3 separate regions of the Gossypium hirsutum genome follow, and regions 1 and 3 are each linked to region 2. A link is a contact called in public Hi-C data. All regions are on one chromosome and are shown on one strand. The core of a region is the stretch at or near the end of the contact, and the rest is flanking DNA. Distances in the headings are between cores, read along the strand shown.

Region 1 (3,313 bases), core at 764-3,263, 65 kb after region 2:
AAGATTTGATTTTTATTTTATCGAAACCATTTTTTTTATTTTGGAAAAAAATGGGGATCGACTTTAAAATGAGTGGAGTCACCACCAATCCTTTTGTTTAGGTGTGATTGGATCACCTGATAAAATATTTTATTTTATTTTAATCAATTTTGGCCTACGAAATTTGCGAAAATGGTTCGGGAGCTGGTTACGTACGAGAAAGGATTAGCACCCTCGCTACGCCCGAAAATTGGTACCAAATTGATTAAGTATTGTCCTTATATCTAAGATTTAGAAATATTTTGAAATATGATTCCTTTTAAAACATTTGAATGGCTCAAGTTGGTCGTCAAAATTCTCTCGTTTCAAAGGGAATACAGCACCACATCCAGCACGATAAGACATGATCCTTTATACCTTTGAAACCATGATTAATTTTTTACTTCCAAAAGCTCGTACGTTGAAAATTACAAAAGGATGCCCAATTATTTAGTCCAACGAAAAATCGAAGCCCAACACGGTAGGGCACGATTCCTCGAATTTCTAAACATTGTACATTGCCTTGTTTTAGAATTTAGAAAACATGAGTGAAATTCTAAAGGAATATTTGATTATTTTGAACAAACAGGAAATCGAAACCCTGCACGATAGGGTAAGATTCCCCAAATTTCCAAACATCAGACATTGCCTTCGTTTTAAGGAATTTTCAAATGAATAATTGTGAAACTAGCTCAAAATGCATTAAATTGCTTGAAATAAAATGGAACAAATAATATGGATCAATAAGTTTAAAGCTTCAGTTATAATACAACATCGTGAATGAAAGACGAAATTATAAGCATGAGACAATATACATGAATATCGTACTATACTTAGTGAATGAAGATAATATAAACTTAAGAAACCAATTAACCAAACAAACAATAAAATATAATTAATTCAAGAAAAATATAACCAAATTCCCAAACATGGATGAATAACAATTGATATAATAATAATACAAAAATACGAATAAATAATATGCAACAATAATATATGGAACAATGTGAAAACCAAAAATGACACATAATATGCAAAATAATATGAAAACTAGGAATCAATGTAATATAAATAATTTAAAAGCGATTAAATATATGATTAATTTACAAAGGAACAACACATGCTAGGGTTTGAAATAGTTTATATGAATAAAATAATGACACTAATAATTTATGAATGATTATTAAACTAAATATTATGTAAGAAGAAATTTGAAGAAAAATGATATACAAAATAATTTAAAAGAAAACATATTGGTTTAAAAATGATGATATATATATATGAAATGAAAACTTAATATAAATAATGTATATACAAAAATAATAAGAATATAGGAAAATATTTGAAACAAACAAAATATAATACCAAAATTGGATTCTTAAAAGAAACAAATAATATACATAAATAAATTTAGAGGAAGAAATATATGAACATGTTTGAAAGGGAATTTAAATAAGTAATTCCGTGTAAAATATATATATGCATCTATAAATATGAATGTATGAAGATAAATATTGTATAAAAAATTTTAAGCATAGAATTACATGGAGAAAATTTTAAAATAATAAATTATATAATAAAACAATTCAACAATATAAAATAAAACTAAAACAAAATAAAATTAATAAAATAATTCAAAAATAGTATGTTAAAATAATAGGTTTAAAAAAATAATAAATAGATCCTCAAAAAAAATATAAAACATAGATTAAACTTGATTGAAATAAAAACAAAATTGAAAGGATAATCTATAAATAAATAGATCATTAAAATAAAACGAAGGATCAAAATAAAAAGCGCACAAATGAGCAGGACTTGGAATGAAAACATACTGAATCTCAAAACGCAGTGTTCAAATATGGATTAAATTGTAATAACGCGCAAATCTCAGGGAAAATGTAAAAAACAAATAAAACACGATTGAGGCCTAATTAGAGATAGGTGCAGGAGGGTAGGGACTACGTGCGCAAATATCCCATCAACAAGGAAATGCGCGGATCTAGGGTAAGTGGGTCGGGTCACGCGAGGATCCTCACCCCCTTGAACGGCGTCTTTTCACTTTGTTATCAAAATTAAAGAAAAAATTGAATGGCAATCTGCCATTTTCGCAAGCAGCAAATGAAATCCCTTTTTGCTAGGGTTTCAGTGCAATTCAACAGCCCCATTCAATCATCATTTCACCCTCATAATCGGAGATCCCCATCTCCATCAAAGCCAAGGCTCGAGGCCTATTCTCACCCGAAGATCCCCATCTTAAACTCCAATTTCGACGAAGGAGACAAGGACCCCGATGGTGCACCCCCGAAGGTAAACCTCTCTCTTATCTCCTTTTATTCTCATGCGAAAAGATTTTGTGCAAAAACAAAAATAAAAATGAATCAAAACATGAGAAAAATGAAATCTCAAATCACCTTCTATTTTTTTGGTTGCTTTTGTATTATGTATTCAATATTTCGTAATGTATTTCTGTAAAAAAGGAAAAAAAATCCTGTTTACATCGTTTTTCTGGCTTTTTATAGCCGATTTACAGTATAAATAAAATAAAATTTGTATTTTCTTGCTGTCATTTACTGGCCTATTTTTCTGTTATTATTTCTGTTGCTCTTCTCGCAGGTTCCATTGGAGATGGTCGTTCGAAAGGAGCGTTCATGAGCGTGAGCGTGAGCGTGAGCGTGGGAAACCACTCGTGGGAGTGGCTGGCTTGTGGCGCTAGCAGGTTTTCAGAAACCTCTAGGGTTTTTGGTATTTCCGAACTATTAGGCCCCTTTGGGCCATTTTTAATTGGGTTTTGGACTAGTGTTTTATTTTTGTTTTGGGCTATATTTTGTTATTGGGCTTGAAGGGATTTATGTGGGGTTAATGGACTGTTTTATGATTTTTATGATTTTATTATTATTTTTAGTTTTTCGCATTTATTTTATAAGTCTAAAGGCCCGGGCAAAATTAGCCTTCTACATATTTTTTTTATTTTTATTTTATTTTATATTATTATTAAATTAGTTAGGTTATTTTTAGTAAACCCCATGTATATAAATAGGAGTATTTTGTTTTTTGAAAGGAGGACTTTGAGGAGACTCGGATGAATTAGTTTTGGTATTCCTACTTCAATTTGGACTTGGATTATTCTCTCTTTTCCTATTTCCATTGGAATTGAATTATTTTCTTTTCTCTTTCAATTACGTGGGAATTTTGTCCATTTCATTTCAATTTCTTTATTTTTTCTAAATTCGTCCAATTGCGTTTACCCCTTCCGTTTTTTTATTGTTTTACAATTAAGTTTTTATTTTTTTTGCCC
Region 2 (3,240 bases), core at 412-2,911:
AGCCTGTAAGACGAAAACGAAATGTTAGGAACACAAGTTTCATGCTGTTATGTCTTGAACTTTTCATCACACGAAAAACCGAATGCAACTTACACATGTATCAGTTCCATATCTGAACTGAAAAGTTCAGATGGGATAGTCCCAGAGAGTTTATTCTTCCCGAAATGGCTGTAGATTACAAAGAACAACATCGTTAGGATACGGAAAATAGAACAACCATGGCAAGAAAAAGTACATAAAATTACACGGAAATTTGACATACAAGTGTTTGGTATGAATCAACAAGTCAAGCCCTGGTGTTGATCCATTCGAAACTGGAATTGGTCCTTCAAGTTGGTTGTCAGCCATGTCTAACCAATAAAGATTCGATAAATTACCGATGGTCGGTGGAATATGTCCGGTGAAGCCATTAGTATTTAGTGATCTGCAGACAATATAAGCCAGCATGAAACTATCTATGATTGTATTGGCCAAAAGAGGTAATTAGGACAAATTCTTACAAGAATCTCAACTGTGGCAGTGATCCTATTGTGTAAGGAATTTGACCAATGAAACCACAACCAACCAAGATTCTGCCAACATAAAGAAAAAGGGGTCATTTACTCATTTATGTTAGGTGATGCTTTGATTGCAAAATAGAACTTCTTACAAGTTTTTTAGCTTCTTTAAATTTCCTATCGATCCCGGAAGAGATCCGGTGAGTTCGCGGTTAAAAGATAAATCCCTGAAAGACAAAAAATGATGCTAATATCAAAGATGTTTGTATTAAGCCATGGAAACAAGTTGCATATGCAAAAAAAGGACTTACAATTGCTGCAATTCAGATAACATCGCGATGTCTCCCGATAACTCTCCAACCAAGTTCATGTTTGGTAATGTTCTGAAACAGAAACAAAACAACATTAGATAAAATCCCGAAGTCGAAACAACATGAACGAAACAACGACTTACATCGAGGTCACACGAGAACCAGTACATTCGATTCCAACCCAACTATCACCACAAGGGTCTGCTCCTGTCCAACTAGGAGGTAAATTTTGCCACTCATCCGTGAGAGATCTTAGAGCAGCATCTGTAAGAATTGGACAAAACAGGTTCCCTTAGTCAGACACCAATGATAAATTCTATATGACAGACAGTGCAATCTTCAAGTTCATGTCATTTTTGCAGTAAATTAGCATGCATATACATACATAAATGATCAAAGAACAATAGAACTTACAATCCCTGCCATCAGTAGTAGCTGTTGTGATATAGATTTGAACTGAAAAAGCTAGCAAAAGCACCCAAATTGTTGAACCCATTTGTGAGATTAACCAAAAGGATTCCACAGTTGAGAGTTGAAGAGCTTAAAAATATTTGGATTTTCTTTCTAATTTAGCATCAAACAACAAAACACATTTGACATGACATTAACCTGTTCTGTTTTCTGTTACTAGTTATGAACAAAAGAGAACAAAGTCTGGGTATTTCAGATACATCAAAAAAAAGGTATAAAATGGTAGTTTGAGTGGATCAACAAATTGAAATTTGCTCTAAAAAACACAAACATTAGCCATGGACACCCAAGTTTTGGCTTTTTTTGTGTTTCCCAATTATTTAGCTGACGTCGAAGTCAACGATCTTAAAGTTCGGATGGTTGAGATTAATAAAAATCCAGATAAATTATTCTTTTTAATGGGACTAAAAAACATTAATTTTTTAATATAAAATACATACGAATTATCATACAGATTATCATATTTAAAACTTTCATATTTAAATTAATATTTCCATTAAAAGAAAAAACAACATTTAAAAATATCAACTTAAAAAATCCTTTAAATACATATTCAGGGTCGGATATATATCTTTATCTAATCTAAACACTAACACCTAAATTTAGTTGTCAGTGATAAATAACAGGACCAGGCCAACTAGCCAGCCTTCCAAGTGAGTCACACGAACATGGCCCCAAGCATTAAAGTATAATAAATATCTTGCATGGCAACAATTGAAAGATAGGTGGGTTTTTGTTGAAATAATTAAAAGTTTGAAGAATTGTATAATTAGACATGTTCATGGGTCGGGTTATTCGGTCCGGCCCGAAAGCCCGTCCAAAATGTAGAAGGGTTTGGGCAAAAATATAAGTCTAAAAAATGGGTTTAGAAAAAAAAAAGACCTGCTTAAAAAATGGGTTGGGCCTCGGGTAAGACATTTTTGGCCTAGGCCTAGCCCGAATTCACTAAAGGATAAAGAAAATCTATTTTTTTATTTTTTAATATTATTTTCTTATTGTTTTCTCCCTATTTTGCTACTATTTTACTATTATGTTGCAATATTTTGTTGTTATTGTTTGGATATTATATAAAATTTATTTTATTGTTAATTTTGTTATTATTTTAAAGACATTTGTTAATTCTGTTATTATTTTAGAGACATTTGCTTGTTACGTTGCATCTATCTTAGTTTTATTTATATATATATTTTTTAAAATTTATTTTTGTTATGAATTTCTTTTTAAGTGGAAGTCCATCATGATCAAGATAAAGTTTTGATATATTGTAAATTCTAATAGTTATTAGAATTAGATCTCTACTTCTTTTATACTTTTTATGCCTATAAATAGAGACTCTGATAAAGTATTGTAAATTACCCTTTTTGATCAATAAAGTACATGCTCTATTGCTTTTGTATTTTTTTTGTTCTTTATTCTTTCCATATCTCTTTATTTTATAATACGTTATCAGCACGATGATTCTCTATTTTTTTCAAAATCTTTCGAAGTCATCCCACAGACCAAATTCTTTTACACCTTAAACTTTCACCCTTACAACTTTATATTCGGGATGTTGAAAGATTCAATCTCAGAATGGATTATAATTCTTATTCTCGATCTTTGGTTTATTGTACAAGTATGGGTAAAGTATAGATTTGGTAAGAAACTTTTATATTTTGATCATATATTCTTTTTCTATTAAGGTATGACTAATATTAATTTTTATTTGACATAAATTTCACATTCTGATGGTATTTGATTTTTGCCTTTCTAGGTTTTTTTATTTATGTAAAAGACATAATTGTTGATTAGATATGTTTGCTATTAATATGGTATGTTTTCTTTATTTTTTTTTGATAAATCATTCTTTTTGAAGTTTTTTTAATTAAGTTATATTATGCATAATATTTAGATGTTTTGATTATTAAATTATTTGTATTAAATATTAACCTACCATTGTTGATTAAAGGGAAATTTGATAG
Region 3 (3,286 bases), core at 769-3,268, 110 kb after region 2:
TCTATTCTATTGGTTTTAGATTTCTATGAAAAACTTTGAATTTAAAGTTGAGAATTAAGAAGCAAAAAAAAAACTTCATTTGAATAATTGTTTGATTTCTTTTAGAAATTATGGACATTATTGTAACCATATATTTTATTTAATTAATTAAATAAATATATCATACAATTATAAAATTAATTTAAAATTTATTATTTAAGCCCTTAATTAGATTAATTGGTTGAAATGAAAACCGATAAAAATTATAGATTTTTTATAGGGTTAGAATTGAAAATTGAGTGAAACGGTTCGGACCAATAATTAATTGATAATCGTAAACTCGTTGATTTAAAAGAAATTGAGATAAATATCAAAATTATATATGAACTTTAATTTAATATGCAATGTCATACATAAACTTTGATTTTGTACAATTTTAAAAGTGAAATTTTAATTTGATTTAATTTTCACATGTCGCTAATTAGATTATTGAATTAACATTGTTTTACGTTGATATATTGCATACACAAATATTATATTAATCCAGTATGAAAATAAATGTATGTATTTAATTCTTTAAATGTGCACAATTGAATTCGGATCAAAGTTTCATGTAGACATATAAATCATAATTTAAGGTTTTTTTTTTTTTGTGTTAAGGATACCAAATCAAAATTCATGTATCAAATTGCATATTAAACCAAACTTCATGAATAAATAAAAGAAATTGGATAAAATTGGAGTTGTAATTTTTTTTCCATATGATTTTAGCTTCTTGAAGCCCAATTCCATTTAAGAATCCACTGATTTTGACCCAAATTATTTCTTTCACTAGATTTAGATCCAAAATAAAATATAAACAAATAAAGCCCATATTCTTCAAATGCTGCTTTTAGATGATCTCTCTTTCACGTTTTGATTTCACATTTTATATATTGAGATGAGATACACTTATTTTAATTAGTGGCGGAGCTAGGGTCCCCAGATTACGCTAAAAATGGAAAATTTTTTATTTAAATTTTTTTATAATTTATAAAATTTTAAATTAGTAATAGTAAAAATATATTTTGGTCATAAAAATGATATAAATTTGATTTAATTCTTTAAAAGTTATAAATATATAGGCTATTAAAATGGTGAAATTATACATTTACTATCGTAAAAGTATACAATTTAATTTTGACCTCCCGAATAAATTTTTTGATATCGTTCCTGATTCTAATTACATTATTTTATATTTGATCAATAAATTAAAATTCATTTCGTATTAATACATCATTTAGATTCTTTAATTAAAATAACCTTAAAAAAAACAACTATCTAATGAAAACCAACTACTACAAAAACATAATTAAAATAACAACCGAAATATATTCGAATATAAATCAAAATAAATCTAAAAGTGACCTTTATTAATGCATACATTTATTTCAAGGGCGAAATCAGAAATATAGTAAAGAGGGAACGGACATAAACTCTCTCATAGGTCAAGTCGAGTCCCTACTTAATTTTGAGATTTTTCTTTTCTTCAAAAATTGACTTGATAAAAAAAAAATATAATATAAAATATCAAATTTAAATATTATCATTGTCACTATTAATGTGGCAAATAATATATAAATTTCTCATAATAGAATAAAAGTTAATTTTTAAAGGTGGTTTTTATTTTTTTTAAAAATTAAATTTGATCTTTAACCTTTCAAAAGACTTCAATTATTTTTTAATTGAAATGTTAATTAAAATAACTTGAACTTGAAATTAACTCAAAATAAAATAATTTAGAAATTTGAAAAATCGTCTTATGTGATGGCTTAATGGTTAGGGTATTCACCGTCTTAAATGTGACATGAGTTCAGATTGAGCTAATTGTGTTTATTGTTCAAACTTTATCCTATTCTTATATTCTACTAAAAACAAAAAATTAAAAACCGAAAATGAACTTACCTCTCCCGATTATCAATGGGTCTAGATATAATGTACCTTTTCTTTAGCCCTTAATGGAAGACTTTAAAAGCTGGCTGATATTGCGAAGAAGCTTCAATTTGGTCCTCAGTTAAGACCAAAAAACAAAAAAAAAAGTCAGATGAAAAGTGACAACCCATGATAATGAGGTGCACATTAGATCAACCATTGACTAATACATACTTTGTGTTTACGGCTAGGCTCCACTTTGATTTTAAGATTTAGGGTTGGAGTTAAATGCTGTTAAATTCGTTTTATTTGTTTTTAATTTTCTATTTTTGTGAAGAAAAGTATTTGGGATTATGACATTAAGAATTCCCTCTTTGTCATTAAATTAATATAGATATAATTTAAGTCTTAATTTGGTTGATATTGTAATCGTTACAATAAGGAGTAAATTATTAAGATAGTCACTCTAAAATTAGCTTATTCCTACTTTGGTCATTCTATTTTTTTTTTGTCAATTTTAGTATTGTCGTTAAGAACTATTCTTATTTAATCACTCTTTCGTTAAAAACCAAACAGAGCAGTGATTATGCTGCCACGTCTGCAACTTTTTAAGATCCAATTCTATGCAACTTCTTTTCCTTTTTCAATGCCATGGTCTTCATCTTACGATTTCATTTCATAGTTGGGGCTTCCATAGAGGCCATATCATGTGAATGAATTGGATTCCTGCTACCACTACGGCGACCACCATCCTCATCATCATGCTTAACAACTCCCATCTTGGTATCAGTTCTAGTTAAAGATTTGCCCTCAACACCAACACTCTCCTGAGGCTTATTTTTTCCTCATTTTGAGCACCAACAACATTGAGAGCTTTGGTAGCATCTTAGTGTTTAATTTAAATTTTAGGATTGTAACTATATTTTGTTCAGGTCACAACCGAGTCAAACTTGGATTGAGATCTTGTTATATATTTTTTAAATATTATTATTTACTTTATTTTTACGATTGAGAATGGAAATCATCTTTCCAAGTGACGTTTCAACCAACCGCCCTGAGACCAAGTACTTATTTAGTGGTGTTATGATACTTACTATTACCGACCCATAACTCAAGTGGGTTCAAATAGGTCTAGATCGGATTCTACATAGTTCGCATGATTGAGCTCGCAAATCAAGCTCGCATGATGTTAAGTATCCACAAGGGGGCACTTACACTTTCCTACGAGGTCACACATGAGATCATATATGTGAATGCAGAAACACCTGCATAAACACGTGCTAAGTCTAGGATATAGTACGTGTTGGCATGAATAGAACCCACCTAAGATATCAATCAATAAACAGTAACTATATCATATAAATACATAAACTTACCATCTAAAGAAGACAGAAAA

The links. Hi-C and Micro-C count contacts between places; a contact is called where the count stands out from the background.
Region 1: a Hi-C map of leaf shows a contact between it and region 2, with 3 times the contacts expected there. The contact joins the enhancer-like site here to the promoter of LOC107934643 in region 2. A contact is called at or near these places in 14 of 34 Hi-C or Micro-C datasets (callus, cotyledon, fibers and 4 more).
Region 3: a contact with region 2 is called in a Hi-C map of leaf, with 4 times the contacts expected there. The contact joins the enhancer-like site here to the promoter of LOC107934643 in region 2. A contact is called at or near these places in 15 of 34 Hi-C or Micro-C datasets (fibers, leaf and seedling).

What each region holds. Positions count from the first base shown.
Region 1 is chrA06:125,118,066-125,121,378 of Gossypium_hirsutum_v2.1, reverse strand. No RefSeq gene overlaps it. Among protein-coding and RNA genes, the nearest start is that of LOC121230801, 27 kb to the left of the region's middle. Within about 2 kb of position 2,013, at least 9 of the 9 cell types and tissues checked have an H3K27ac peak or open chromatin away from gene starts, as enhancers often do. A contact at or near this core is called in cotyledon, fibers, hypocotyl and 1 more, where this site is marked.
Region 2 is chrA06:125,182,381-125,185,620 of Gossypium_hirsutum_v2.1, reverse strand. It overlaps LOC107934643 (leucine-rich repeat receptor protein kinase HPCA1), which reads right to left and starts at 1,661. Exons shown (of 18, transcript XM_016867120.2): 1 at 1,223-1,661; 2 at 952-1,072; 3 at 809-880; 4 at 650-724; 5 at 501-572; 6 at 263-424; 7 at 94-168; 8 at 1-3. The coding sequence starts at 1,304.
Region 3 is chrA06:125,068,178-125,071,463 of Gossypium_hirsutum_v2.1, reverse strand. No RefSeq gene overlaps it. Among protein-coding and RNA genes, the nearest start is that of LOC121230800, 5.1 kb to the right of the region's middle. Within about 2 kb of position 2,018, at least 1 of the 9 cell types and tissues checked has an H3K27ac peak or open chromatin away from gene starts, as enhancers often do. A contact at or near this core is called in leaf, where this site is marked.